2 separate regions of the Zea mays genome follow, and region 2 is linked to region 1. The links are chromatin contacts, called in public Hi-C maps. All regions are on one chromosome and are shown on one strand. The core of a region is the stretch at or near the end of the contact, and the rest is flanking DNA. Distances in the headings are between cores, read along the strand shown. Region 1 holds the start of LOC103632291 (phosphomannomutase/phosphoglucomutase). Region 2 holds the start of LOC542118 (CRS2-associated factor 1).

Region 1 (7,887 bases), core at 2,087-4,586:
TGAAGAGAAAAGCTCACTCGGTCTAAGTGACCGTTTGAGAGAGGGAAAGGGTTGAAAGAGAACCTGTCTTTGTGACCACCTCAACGGGGAGTATGTTTGCAAAAACCGAACCTCGGTAAAACAAACCACCGTGTCATCCGCTCTTATTCGTTTGTGATTTGTTTTCGTCCTCTCTTTCGGACTCGATTATATTTCTAACGCTAACCCCGGCTTGTAGTTGTGCTTAAACTTTATAAATTTCAGATTTGCCTATTCACCCCCCCTCTAGGCGACTTTCAATATCATACACAGATGCTTTTAATTGAATATAAATTGTACACATGTATATATGTTTTTTTGTAAAATAAAAAATATAATCGTGTAGGGCCGGTCCAGTACTACGAGCCGAGACTACAGCCCAAGCACGACACGACGCTCGTGCTGGCCTGGCCCAGGCACTATTAAATGGGTCCTGCCTTGGGTTGGCCCATCAGACACAGCCCATTTGGCCATCTATACCTCCGCACGATAATGATGGTCCTCGCCTCAGTTGCCGCTACCTCGTTCACCATCCTGCATGCCTCCGCCTCTGTGCCACCCCATTCTCGGCAGAGGGCGTAGAAGCAGGAACATCCTCCCCGTATTCGTCCAACACTAGCCCGAAACTAACCCGCGCAGTGGCTATTGCACGTCCACGAGGATGTTTCACAGTATACGCGCACCATCGTTTTCGCCGTCGTCGGACGTCCCGTTCGTCTTCCCGACCTTCACCCTGTTCTTCCTCTCCAACCTACTGCCCCCACACACGGTCGCAGCCGTGAGCCGACCGATGCTCTTCGACGCGGGTACAGGGTGAGTCGGTCTTGCTCCTGGCCTTTCTTTATGCGTACCTCCGAGGAGGACACGGTGACGCCTGCGATGCTTAGGTTATATTATCGATGGGGAGTCCAGGTCTGAGATATTGGACAACCAAGGCACGTGGCATGACAGTAGTCGGCATATGCTATGGAGTTGGTGGTGGTGTGTGTCGCCTCGGCGGGTCCAGGGCTGGAAAGGCATTCACATTCTCTTGGCCTTCTCGGACCGACGCCTGGTTCGGGTGTCTCCCAGTTTGGAGCTGCTCCAGCTGGGCTTCTTTCTCCACTTGTGTGCTCTCTCCCTAAATGTATCTAGCGGTATACTACCTATGTCGCCTCTAAATGTCCAGGTCTTCGTCGTGTCCTTCTCCGGCAACGAACAGGCATGCCCGCCTCTTCCCTTGCCTTCCTGCTCTACGAAACCTTGTAAGTGGGGAGATGAGGGATGGGGGTCACTGATTTGCTGCCTATGGTACCCGTTCGATGGCTCGGCATCGCCTGTCTACATGGCATTTTCGTTACCACGGTATCGACTCGGTATGCTTCTACCGTTTCTATGTACCTGTCACTCATCCTTCTGTCGTTGCAAAAATTATTGTGTTGTTCCTCTATTGTTTTCGGTGTTAGTTTTTTTGTTGTGCTAAGGATTGAACATAATTTGGGTGTGTTAATACTTTATTTATTGTCTGCACATGATTTGTGTTCTTCTGATGATGGCTCATGGATCTTGCAAAAATATGTGTTAGGATTTATAGATCCATGCGGGCACTACCATAGGATGCTCGTCCCTTGTGTTCTTGGCTCTTGCATGCATTAGGTCGTTTTGAGACCATATTGGCGCAATAGACTCCATGGTGTTTGAGGTTGCTGAATTGGATGGAGTAGCAATGATTTGTCACACTAATAGTAAAAGGAAAGATTATTTGTTGGTTTTAAACGTTAGTAATTGCTACGAAGTCAAATAATTTGTATGGTGCACATCCAGTTTTTATTGATGCTGACTTTAGCAACCACCCCATATTTTGATCTATCTTTTTTATAAGTTTGAGTTCATGTGACTTATTTTAGAAACTTGAGCTCACAAAATTCCTCTTATTTGGTCTCTATATGGTGGAATTATGTCATTTTATAATTTTGGTTTTTTCAGTTAGTCGTTGTGAACTTTCTTCTAATCGCTCCCTTCATTGGTCGTATTGTAATAAGACATATTGGATGGAGTAAACAACATCATTTAGTAAGATAAAAGATATTATGCGGAGAGCGGAGACAATCAATAAAAAAAACTTGAGATCTTTTTGGTGGATGGTTTACGTGGGTATTGTTGTGAGCCGTCGCAACGCAAGGGCAACGAACTAGTAGTCCTTACTTTAATTCTTCCGTCTAGCAGAAAAGAACTAAACGGAGTTGAAACACATGGACTAAAGTTTAGTCCATATAACCAAACAGAGCCTTAGAGGGTGTTTGGTTTCTAATGACTAATTTTTAATCTCTTTCATTTTATTCTATTTTAGTCACTAAAATAAAAAATACAGAAATTATAATATAGTTTTTAGTTTCTATATTTAACAGTTTAGGGACTAAAATAAAATAAAATAAAATAAAATAGAGAGACTAAAAATTAATCCATATAAACCAAACACCCCTTAGCCATAAAAATTAGTAACCAAACAAGCCAGGAGTGAAAATAGGTCGGTTATACTCGTCGGGTACCAGATACGGATTAGTGCAAATGCCCGTTTTTTCGATACGGATTCAGACATTTTTATATTCGAGACGGATACAGGTAATACCCGGATACTGTAGCTTCGAATTCGGGTCAGATACAGAGCGATTACTACCCGGTAAATACATGGATATTCGGGTCGGATACGGATACCCGGAATTCGGGTACCCGTTTTTTCTTTTTCTGCATAATATAATTATAAAATCATAACTTTTACATATGAAACCGGATGAATATAAAATTTATATGAAAATTGTAGATCTAGATGATATCTATAACTTTGTAGTATATCATTTTTTGTTTAAACACATCTTTAGATCGACGCTACAATATTTTATGGATTTTATTGTATTTTGATGGTTTCTTCGACAAGAAATTAATAATACATAAATATCCTAAAAATGTGAAATTTTACGGAGGCACAACATATATCCATATATAACCATAAAAAATGTTTAGATCATAAGATCTATAAGATGTCCACGTTTCTTTCATTTCACTTTCACTTATTTGTATGAGTTACATGTGAAATCATTGTAAGCATCAAGCTTCAATGTAATCAATACTTTACTTTCATATGCGGACTTGACTTTTTTCGTATGAAATGTTTATTAGTTTTTGTAACTTATTCGTAATTTTTGAGTGAAACTAGAATATTTTATGAATTTTTAACTTATTTGTAACTTGTTCGTTTGTGCCGGATCGATGGGTCGGAACGATTTCTAACCGGATTATTTCTCTAATTTATATAAACTTTTATTAGCCATAATGATTCCGGGTGCAATCGGACACAAACTAACCAGACCTAAACCTAAGTTGCTTGGCGGAGGAATCGCGATTTCACCTATTTTTTTTTACTGTAACATCCTGCCGTCGGAGTCACTATCATCGGCTCCACCTCCTCCGAGGGAAGTACAGATCCCTTCACCGCTGCTCGAATAGATCGTCTGCAGTCGCGTGACTCGACTTTACCCCGCTGCTCCGCTTCCCTCTCTCGTGCTCGCCGCCCCACAGCTCGAAGACGACGAGGTGGCCTCAGCACACGCGCGCGCAACCATGGCAGGTGAGTTCACCGCCACTTCCTCCACCGCCTCCCACTTATTTAATCCGTGCTGCGACGCTGTTGACCTCTTTCGATTTGTCCGGCCGAATCGAATAGTAGGCGAACCGGAACCCATGGATCTAATCTATTCCTATAAGCCTCGGAAGGTTCGGGAGGGTACGAGCATGGGCTTCAGATACCACCGCTACTGAACAATGGGGGGCATACATATGGATGTTCCTGACCAGGGACGGAAGCAGGAAAAAATTTATGAGTGGCTGAACTAAAATGTTACAACGACATAATCTTACTAAACCGCCCACAATAGAAAAATATAATAGTTTAAAGTAGTCTTATATCGAAACATCGATGAACAATGAAAATCATAAAATACATAATGAGAAAAATAGGATTTAATTTTAGGGGATACTTTAGGGAGGCTAATGGGATCGGGAGCGGTAGGGGCTCGAGCCCCACCACTGCATCCGTCCCTGTTCCTGACCTAAGATGTTTGGGAAATTAGGGTAAGTGTTCGAAAGTGAAACTAAAATGTTCTTTTGGTATGATTAGAAGATACCTCACGTGTTGCTGCTGGACTTTCTTAAAAACAGAAATAGAGAATTGTTGCATATATGAATGAAATCTACATCTTACATCTTACATCCATGATCCATTATTATCAAAATTGAGCAAGGCATCGAACGAAAGAATCTGAAAAATAATAATAGAATTAGATCGAAATATAAGAGGATGGAACAACAAAACAAATAGCAATAGATGGGTCCCTTCTATATTTATTATATATTGAAAGGAGTAATTGTGGTTTGTAGAGATGACATGGATACCTTCTATTAAGAGGTCAAAAGTTAGTGGGATGACATAGCTATCAGTAAGAGATGATGTGGATAACTAGTGAGCGATGATGTGGATGGATTATGTTAAGATAGAACTAGTAGTGGGGGTTAGCTTTATAAAATAGATTTGACTAGCAGGAAAAAAACCCTTAGGGGGAATTTATTCATCATTTTTAGGCAATAATATTTATTTGCATATGTTTTAAACATCGCTCTAAAAATTGTAGTATTTAGCCTGAAACTTAAATTTAGTTTGGCTCCCAAACTCTTTCTTAGCATGTTCCTATGTACTCAACAACTTAAATTAGACGAGAACAAAAAAAAGTTTCTGAACTAGGCCGCATTCAGCCTGACCTAGTAACACATGCGTTCTACTTCTACCCTGACCTTAGGTCCGAAAACTTTGGCCGTGGGTGTGAATTTGCTGTGACATGTGGCTTGCAACCGTCGTCATATTTGTTATGGGCTCTTTGAATTAATCTTGACCTTTAGATGATCATAACATCTAATAGTGTTGGTTGAGTCATGGCTAGCCTTGTGAGAGGTGTAGTAATTGTTTGGACCCACCTTTCATTGGGTGGAAGGAATGGCTTATGGAAGAATAAATAATTTCTTTTAATATTGTGTAGGGAGTAGAGATTTGAATACCATGCCTGCGGCCTGCCTGTTCCACCCATAAAATAAATGCTTAAAGGAGAAGTCCAAATAGGCAAATCCTAGCTACAGAAAACTCAACTATATCATGTTCCGAAATTCCTTGTGTTTTCTTTGGTTATAGTGAAGGATAGGATGATATCCACTCCACCCTGTGCCCTTCAAAAGGGGAAAGAGAAGAATGAGGCTGGAGACCTTTTGTTGTCAGTCATTGAGAACAAGGAACATAAACATTGGTGTGCATTCATTATGTTGAGAGAAAATATTCTTTCATCCAATATTTGTATCAACATGTCAAAGAAAAGATTAAGCTAGCAGTTCATTAAGATACATTCAGGCTCTGAATTATTGATAAGTGTACTTAATGCGACTGAAGGTTTAACATATATGAATATGTTATGTTGCTTCTTGTTAACTGTTTGTTTCTGTGGACTGGGTACATGATCCTTGCTTCTGCCAATTAGTTATGCTGGTCTGTTTGACCTAACACCCAAGTTTACTGGTTGTGTTTGAAATTAAAAGGGGAGAAAGTTTGCAACAACCTCTTGAACATCCTTCATTGTTTGTAGTTTTGTTTAAATAAATTACTTCAGAATGACACCTCATTAGAAGACTAGTAACTGTTGATTTGCGATGCTCATTTCTAGCTATATGAGGTGGCTGGGAGCAACATTATCTATAATGTCACATTGTCACTAACTGCCAGAGCATTGTGGGACAAGGGGATCAAAATGAACCTGCTTCACTAAGAGGTGGATGTTTTTGAGCAGAAAATACAGCAGGAGGCCTCCCCGCTGTAAATAAGAGGTGGATGTAGAGAAAGCACAGAATATTTATGCTGGTGCATGTATGGTCCCAACTTGGTTTTGTCCCACATGAGGTCCCTTTTCTTTTTTGAACTTTTGATTAATTAGTCGATTTGTAAATTGAAATCAACACTTCAGCCTTCGTGTGGTGTTGGTTCTATAGGTTGTCAGTATATCTGCCTCTGCCCAAAGATGCTCATAATCATGATGCATATTCAAGTGAACCATTCCATCCTGGTTAAACCACACCCCATGAATCAAAAGCATGTTAGCTCACTTGTGCCTAACTATCCAAGTTCTTGTGCCCAAGTTGAGAAAAAAGATTTTTGAAAGAAAGGAACAGATTTTAGCGATTTGCATTTAGCTGATGAAAATTTATGCATTCATCCATGGTATTTGAGAACAAATGAAAACAAACTAATTATCTTGTACAATATCTTAAATTGACATTAGAGGGAGGTCTGATAGATTTGGCAATTTGTGCAGCATTATCAGCGAAGACCATACAAAATGCATTCTTGGCACAACACACACGGAATAGGCATGGTGCAAGATATCCCAGTGATTTTTGTTCTCTCAATACCCGCAGCATGCATTCCTTCCAGGAATGTAGATTGGCAGTGGCTGATTCTTCAGCCAAATGGTTAAATACCACATCGACGCTATGGACTAGCTTCAACAAACAAGCAGGCATTAGCTGCAATGGTGTGTTCTAGGCTCTCACTGATCAGGTTGATCACTAGTGTTACGTTAGAAATTGTTTTCACTTGTTCATTTTGAAGATTTTATTTCAGATAATATGTAACTATCAATGTCAGATCACAGCTTGGGTGCTTATTTTAGGTTTAGTATATTTAATATGCATGCATGTCCAAGTGTGAGATATTGCTTACAGTAACTTCATTGCAGCTGCTCAAGGTGGCACTGTTGTGTGTTCATCTGAGAAAGTTGAGTTTCTGAAGCTTCAAAATGGCAGGTATGTAGTTCCTTTGATAATCTAATTTATTTACAGTGATATAATCTCATTTTACTTTATAAATATAATATTAGAAAAATTAGGGTTGAATGTTGCATTTTAGATACCATGTAAGTGTTACTTAGTTGCTCAAGTGTTTTGACAAAGGTTCATTTTTTGTATTTTCTGCACAGTGGTATGGGATGGTTAGAGTGGACTTTATGACATTAGTTAAACTAGTAACAGGGAGGGGCTGGGGCTGCGAGTTCATATACTCCCCCAGTCCAATTTACAAGAGCAATTCCATCGCTTACTTGAGCCCTCAAAATCAAATTCGAGGGCCGAAGCCAAAAAAACGAACTCCAGCTGTCAGCAGGGCTTCTACTGTAGCTTTCAAATTTGAGGGCCCCTTCAAATTTGAAGGGAAGTGGTGAGAGCTTTCTCATTGAGTCACCAGGTCACATGTTCGAAATAGTATTTCCGCATTTGCGGGGGGAAGTTTTGTCTAGGTTTCTCCATTCCTCATATACCACTCATGTGGGAGCCTCCGACACTGGGTATACCCTTCAAATCTCCCCCTCGACCCTCATTCTTGAGGTTCTAGAGGTAGCCTCTACTTTACAGTTTCGGCAAATTATCTTTTCGGTTTCGTATAGAAGGGTGCTCGTCCAATGCCTTCTCATCATGCGGACACCCGAAGCTCCACCCTCCCAGTTGGCATGGTTGCCCGGCTCCCATCTCGGCGGCTCCACCTCCCTTGGCACGACTTTCTTGCCCCGAAGGATCCACCTCCCCCGTGTGGCTTTTTGCCCAACAGATCCGCCAACGTGTTGTCCTCTTCCCCCGATTCCTTCCCTGGCGTGGGCCAACAAGCTTGGAGTTGTGAATGTTGTCGACGATGATGGCGTGGAAACCCCTGAGGAGGAGCTGCAGCACCGCATGGCTGCCAACGTACCTTGCTCTGGTCGTGACCAGCATGGCCCTCCCCCCTAGTGCACCCGCATTCGCATTGGGCAC
Region 2 (7,887 bases), core at 2,868-5,367, 400 kb before region 1:
CCGCCGAGGGGGAGGGGAACTCGCCACGGAAGGGGTAGGGGGTGGAGCCTCACTAGGAAGCAAGGGAAGGGGGCCGCCGCCGCCGGTGAATTGAGAGCCGTCGCTGCTGTCGCCTGGACCTGAAGCCCTAACTGCACCCTTCTCTGGTACGTGGACAGCGAACAAAAGGGTTTGGGGATAGAAAATCTACAATCCGGTCCAAGGCGTCTATGGGGCGACACCTTGTCTTCCTATGAGGCGCTAGGGCGACGCCTTAGCCAAGAAAGTAAGGCGACCAGGATGCCTTGGGCCTGAGCCTCGCCTTAGCGCTTAGGCGATGCTAAGGCGACGCCTTGATAACTTTGGCGGAAGGAAGACGAAGCCACTCAAACTCCCATAGGCGTTGAAAGTCACGACAACGAAGGCCACCAACTAGGTGACCCATGCGTCAATCCTGAACATAACAAAAGTTAAGATCAAGAATAACATATGACAGTCATGATCAGGAATTTGGCCACCAAACATGAGCTACATGTTTAGATCAAGAACAAATGAAACATCAGAAACATGAAAAGAGTCGGACAGAAGGGTACCCTGGCCAACAACAGAAAGGGGAGATCCGTCAACAGTATGGATAGTGAGAGAACAAGATGAAGGTCAACAAAAAAATAGGTGCAATAAGGAGTCATATAATATGAAGCACCAGAGTCTAGAATCCATGGACAAGTACTTGAAGTGGAAGGGGGAGGTGGCCCCTCAGTGGAAGATGGAGAACCAGCAACAGAACCTATAGGTGCAAAGAACCGAGTTACAGAACCAATAGCTTTTGTAGGTGTAATTGCAAGGGTGATGAAGCAGCATAAGCAATTGGGCCCTCGTAGTCGTAGCCAAACTCTCATGAGATCCTCCAATACTAGCACCACTAGTACCCTGTGAAAAATAACGAGCCTGAGCCTTCTTCATGAAAAGTAGGCTTCCATATGCTCGTCACGATCACAGTAAGCACAATGAAGACCACCACGCCCCCTCCCATATGCAAAAGAAGGTGCAACTGAAGACAACGATAAAGACGAAGAATGAACAACCAAGATCGAAGACTACAACAGGCCAGCAGCACGTAGACGAGTCTCCTCATTACGGACACTAGCAAGAACATCCATCAAAGAGACGCAGGGATGACAAGCAAGCAGCTAAGCACGAAGGGACTCAAACTCGTCATGAAGCTAGGTCAAGAAGTCATAGGTAGGAGGAAGCTCAAGTGCAGCATTCTGACCCTGGCAAGACACAAGTATCTACTAACAGCTAGGGACCAATAGTATCAAGTTGAGGCCAAATAGCAGATATCTGAGCGAGGAACTCATCAACTGTAGAATCTCCCTGTCATAAGAATTGCTCCTAACGAATAACAGCAAGATAGGTAGATTGGCCAGTAGGCTTATATCAGTCATGCAGAAAAGGCTGCATCTGGTGTGCAAACTCAAACTCAGCAATATCAGCAACAAGACGGTCCTCCATACTAGAGGCAAGAATAGCACCAGCATGAGCATCATCATCCAACCAAGTCCTATAAGCACTAAACAGAGAGTCATAAGACGGTATCTGGTCACCATTCTACAAGCAACTCCTCATCAGTAGCCTTCTCTAGAATCACAGGCAATGTAATAGTAGGACGAGCAGGATACGACAGATCACCAGTGAGGAACTCCCAAAGACGCAAAACACACATGTGCAGACGCATGAGTGGAACACAGTCACAGTAATCGATGTCATTAAAAAGCACCGGACATCGTAGAACTAGAACACCCCCAGACGAAGAGGTCAAAGACGAAACCATAGCAGCAGTCGACGGCGAGGGTACAGAGTAGAGCAACGATGGGCGACGGCAAGAGCACAAAAGAAACGCAGCATAAGCTGCAATGTTTTTCCGAAACCTAACAAAAACAGTTAGAACCGAATCTATAAACCTGGATCCAAGCAAAACCGGATATAGGAGGTTGCAGCCGCGAGCGGAACACAACAGCACATGGGCAGCAGATGCGAGCGAAACTCAGCCTCAAGCGAAAGCAAAGCATTAGGCATACTTGTGAGAGAGTCCTCTGGGCTATCGTCGATGTAGAGGCACGCGGACAGGTGGATGGCTCCCAATTGGCGACCGATTCGACTAGCGTCATCTCCCTTGCACGGCTTCCGAGGACCTCTTGTGTGGTTTTTGACCAAAGTTTCAATAAAAGGTGGAGATCCAGCTCAAGAAAGAAAAGCAAATCATAACATGTGCAAATGCAACACATGGGAAAGAAAAAACATATAGAAGGAAAGAGGAATCCTAACCCTAAAAATTGGCACTGATACCATGGTATGGATTGAACTATATTCAATATAAGGGCACTAGGCCTGAATATATACACCGGTATATGATAAAGACCGTGTGCAATAAGAGCATCTCCAATAGCTCCTTAAAAATCTGATCCCTTCCTTATTTTAGGGAAAAAGAGAAAAAAACCAGGTCCAACAGTGACTTATCTAGCGTCCTTATTTTTCCGCGTGCGAATACGCTCCCTCTCGCAGTGCAAATCTTCGCCTCGAGCTGAACTCCCAATACAACGCACGCGACGCGTGCGAAGGCAGAGCAGCTGCATGCATGCGGCTACAGGGGTGGTCTGACGCGAGCCGAGGCAGAGCAGGGAGAGAGCTGCATGCACGCAGGCGCCTAACACAATGTGACGCGACAGGACGTCGACGCTCGCGTTGGAATTGTGGAAAAAACTAACTCATTAGGGTTTTAGAGAAATATTGAGAGTTGTTGTAGTAGTAGCATTTTATTTCAGATTTGAAGTTTTAGGGAGGCCTCAATTCTTATGTATTGGGAGAAATATTTTTGAGAGTTGTTGGAGATGCTCTAAGAACCTTATACATGAGACCGAATACAACAAGGACACATGCATAGGCATCTAACAGCTAACACCTGTCCAAGGGACCAATTCACATTGGCATCTTGCAACCAAAAGGCCTAGCATATAACATCTAGCTAACTAGGATCACAACTGTTGACCAAGACCAAGTAAACAGCGAGATGAGCTTCCTATGTAACCATCTGATGGGATTACATTTGATTTGTGTATTGATATTATTATTCCTACAGCTGGACTAACACAAACAACTGAACCAAAAGGGAGGAGAAAGGAGCTAACTACCTCTAGCTGATGGCAGATATTATCCATATCTATTGTACAGACACCTTTGCACTTTATCTTGCAAACTCTTTTCCTCTTCCAATGTGAATGAATGTTCTCCAACATATTGTGTGTCAAACCATCCCTGCCTGCAGAAGTCAAAAGAAGCCTATAAATGACAGCAGGCAGAACTCCAAGTGCGACCAATTAAAGATTCATAACCCGCAGCAGGCCAACATGTACCAACAATCCACATCCTAATCCGGCAACACAGTTGAATCCGCAGCAAGAGAGGGAACCCACCCATATTGAGTTGCCGTTTGGATTTGAGGCTCCCTTTCACGAGTTCGGAGACCTCTTCCTTGGTTAGGGGCTCCCCGAGTATGTCCTCCCTGGACACCGATTGGTATCTCGGCTCCATACCGGCGAGGAACGGACCCGGTGACTGCACGGGCTTCACCCCCTTCTTCCCCGGTGCTGGCAGCACGAACGAGTCAAACTCCGGAAGCTCCTTGCGGCTCTTTGGCAGCGGCTTCCTTCCCGTCCAGGGGCGTGGCGTGGCCTCGGGCCCGAACGGCATGAACGGGGCCTCACGGAGCGCTACGGGGCGTGCGCGTGGGGCCTCAGTGTAGCTATACTGAAACTCAAATGGCGCGCCATCGAGGCGGTAAGAGATGCCGCGATCGGTGACGCGGACTCCGGCGGCGGGCTCATCGGTGTCCGCGATGGGAATCTTCTTGGCACGACCCCGCGCGGCTGCAGAAAAGGCAGGATGCGAAGTGGCGGCGCGTCGGTGCCGCTTGGGGCCGGTGGGAGGTTGCTCGTGATGAGAGAGGCAGAGGCGGACGGAGGCGGGAAGCCGTGGATAGGATTGCTGAGCCGGGGACAGGAAGGAGCGAGAGGGCAAGCGGGCAGTCGCCATGGATGTTTGCTGTGCAAGGGGACGGCGTACGGCTTATCTGCTTCAGTTTCGCCGTAAGGATAAGGCGGGTTATATTTTTTTCAATTTAAGTGCTAGTTGGGAACCTCAATCTCACAAGAGATTTCTATTTTTCTATGAAAAAATGAACTAATTTCTCTTAAAGGTTAGTTTGGAACCATATTATTCCAAGGAATTTTCATTTTCCTAAGGAAATTTAGTTCATTTTCCCAAGGGAAAATAAGAATCCCTTGGGAAAATTGAGCTCCCAAACTAGCCCTGAGAAAATAGAAATCCCATAGGAAATTGGGGTTCCCAAACTAGCCCTAAAATGGTAGACACGACGTGAGTGGAAAACGTGTAATATAGTAGGGACTAACCCATATAGGATAAATTTAGAGCAGCTCCAAAAGGATGTTACAAATTTTACCCCAAAAACTGATTATTAAGAGTAGGCTAAAAAGTTTTAAGAGTGAATTATGATGGGTACTCCAACAATTCCTTTAAATGTGACATGTGGCGCAATCTGTACAGTCGTCGGGAGGCTGTGGATGATCTGATACGTTGAGGAATAGATTGGGAGGGATGGAACACACCAAAATATGAGGGAGATGAGGCTGTGGATGCGGGACGCTAATTTTTTAGGGAAAATGAGGGAGCTGTTGGAGTAAGAAAAACCACTATTCTTGACTAATATCTGTTTTGGGGTTAGTTTACACGTTTTTTGGAGTTGCTCTTAATATCAAAAGCGAATATATGATTCACATATTAGTTATTAAACTGATAAAAACAAATAGTACACTTTATCTTAACTAAAAGGCTGAGAAAGTGATGAGTTGCATGTGGCTTCCTGTCATGTTAGGATTCGTGGTTGTTGATTGTGATAGGCAGCGCACCATAATGGGATGTGATGGCCCTTCTTATATAGATGATCACCGTGTACAAGGATGGTAACATCAGGATATAATTGAGGAGAGATTAAAGGAGACGTAGCTCCTAGGATGGAAAGGATTCTATCCTAACCATATATACGAGATACATGCTATACATCTAACACCCCCCTCAATCTGGATATAGAGTGACAATCAGATTGCGTCGAAAAAAGTTGAAAGATGTCATCGGAAGTGGCTTGGTCATGATGTTGGCAATTTGATCCTTCGTGGAGATGACCCAAACGTCAAGTTGGCGCGTAGACACACGCTCACGAACAAAATGATAATCCACTTCAACATGCTTGGATCGTCGATGAAAAATTGGATTGGCGGACAAATAAGTAGCCCCAATATTGTCACACCAGAGTGTAGGAGGTCGTGATAGGGTGATACCAATTTCGCGAAGAAGCACTAGAAGCCAAATGAGTTCAGCTGTGGCATCAGCAATCGCCTTATACTCTGCTTCCGTGCTTGAGCGAGAAACAGTTTGTTGTTTTCTTGAGCTCCACGAAATCAAATTGCCGCCAAAAAAGATTGCAAAACCCCCGGTGCTTCGCCGATCATCGGAATCGCCCGCCTAGTCAGCATCTGAGAAAGCGCTGAGTAGCGAGGAGCCAGACTTAGTGAAGTAAAGCCCCTGATCAATAGTGTCATGAAGATATCTAAGTATACTCTTGACCGCAGAACAGTGCTCAGTTGTTGGAGCAGAGAGAAATTGACACACACGATTAACACAGAAATAAATGTCTGGTCGTGTTAACGCAAGGTACTGCAAGGAGCCAACCACACTGCGGTATCGGGTGGCATCTTCTGATGATAATGGGGTGCCCCCATGTAATGACAGCTTGTCCTTCGGAAGCATGGGAGTAGGAACTCCTTTTGAATTCAGCATGTTCGTCCTAGTTAACAGATCCTGTATATACTTGCGTTGTATCAAGAAGACTCCCTGTAGAGTGTGTCGTACCTCAATACCAAGGAAGTAGTGTAGGGAACCAAGATCTTTGACAGCAAAGCCATCTCGGAGCTGATGAAGAAGGCGAGTAACAGCAGCATCTGAGGAGCTAACAATGATAATATCATCCACATAGATAAGCATATATATATACGAATGTCTTGCTTCTTGAGAATAAATAAGGAGACATCGACCTTTGATGGGGAAAACCAAGGTTTATCAACTTGTCACTTGATCGAGAAAACCATGCTCGAGGAGCTTGTTTGAGACCATATAGCGACTTATCCAATTTACACAAGTAATTGGGATATTTTGAGTCCACAAAACCTGGAGGTTGATGCATATAAACATCTTCATGAAGATAACCATGCAAGAAAGCATTTTGAATATCAATCTGATGAATAACCCATCCATAGGTCACTTCAAGAGACAACAATAGACGAATATGGTTGGCTTGACAACTGGACTAAATGTCTCATCATAATCAATACCATATTGTTGATTAAATCCTTTAGCAACCAAAAGAGCCTTGTGGCGATCAATGGTCCCATCTGCTTTGCGCTTGAGTTTAAAAACCCATTTGCAATCAATGACATTGAGATCTTCACGTGGAGGAATGAGATACCACGTTTTGTTGTGTATTAAAGCTTGAAATTCATCAACCATTGCTTGTCGCCAAAATGGGTGATGCATGGCACCAGTATGAGATGTTGGCTCGGAAGAGGAGGTATGTACCACCGAGTATGTGACTGTCCCATCTGTACGTCGCTTCGGTTGCCGAATATTGTTTTGAAGTCGTGTACCATAGGGATGTGGCTGTAATGCTGAAGCACCAGGAGGCACCCCATCATCAGGAGCCAACAAACCGACAGACGCAGCAGCACCAGGATGAACATGTGTAGAGGTATCGGGCGCTAAAGGATGGAGCAAATCTGGAGCCGATGGAGCAGATGGATCAAGGGGGCATGGCGATCCCAATGGCATCAACTCCAGGTGGTCAGTTGATGTTGCAATTCCCGAAGTGGATATGGTAGGTACCGAAACTTCTGTAGTTAAAGGGTTAGCAGGCAAAGATATTTGCATTTGGTCATAATTCGTATTAGTACTATTGGTGCCCAATTGAGGTGCGCTGAAATGAAAAACAGGAGTGGATGCTGGCATGGATGAACGAGAATGTGGTGGTGATCTAGAAAAAGGAAAGACGCCCTCATCAAAGATTACATCACGCGAAATTGAGAGCACCTAGAGGGGGTGAATAGGTGATCCTGTAAAAACTTAAAGCCACACAATTTGATTAAGAGTTAGCACAACGAAATTAAGTGGCTAAGGACCGAGCTCTTGTGAAACACAATAGTCACAATGAGAACAAGCACAAGAGACACGATGGTTTATCCCGTGGTTCGACCAAGTACAACACTTGCATAATCCATGTTGTGGCGTCCCAATGGACGAGGGTTGCACTCAACCCCTTTCAAGTGATCCAAGGATCCACTTGAATACCACGGTGTTTTTCTTTCTTTCACTATATCCCGTTTGCGAGGAATCTCCACAACTTGGAGCCTCTCGCCCTTACAAATGATGATCACAAAGAAACACGGATGTAAGGGAGGGAAAAGCAACACACACAAATCCCAGCAATACGCACACACACAAGCCAAGACTTGAGCTCAAATGAAACACGACAAGTTCACCACTAGAACAGAGCTCAAATCACTAAGAATGTCAATCGAGTGTGCGAAGATGGAGTGCGGGAGTCTTAGAATGTTCAGAGTATGCTTGGTGTACTCCTCCATGCGCCTAGGGGTCCCTTTTATAGCCCAAAGGCAGCTAGGAGTCGTTGAGAGCAATCCAGGAAGGCAATTCTTGCCTTCTGTCGGGTGGCGCACCGGACAGACACTGTTCAGTGTCCGGTGCAGATTGCTTTCCTAAATTGGC

What was found. Hi-C and Micro-C count contacts between places; a contact is called where the count stands out from the background.
Region 2: a Hi-C map of ear shows a contact between it and region 1, with 1.8 times the contacts expected there. The contact joins the promoter of LOC542118 here to the promoter of LOC103632291 in region 1. A contact is called at or near these places in 2 of 25 Hi-C or Micro-C datasets (ear and endosperm).

What each region holds. Positions count from the first base shown.
Region 1 is chr7:42,998,236-43,006,122 of Zm-B73-REFERENCE-NAM-5.0, reverse strand. LOC103632291 (phosphomannomutase/phosphoglucomutase) reads left to right here and starts at 3,336. Exons shown (of 17, transcript XM_008654105.4): 1 at 3,336-3,622; 2 at 6,825-6,891. The coding sequence starts at 3,616.
Region 2 is chr7:43,400,822-43,408,708 of Zm-B73-REFERENCE-NAM-5.0, reverse strand. It overlaps LOC542118 (CRS2-associated factor 1), which reads right to left and starts at 4,117. Exons shown (of 5, transcript NM_001111750.2): 1 at 3,453-4,117; 2 at 3,171-3,298. The coding sequence starts at 4,071. It also overlaps the pseudogene LOC111589875.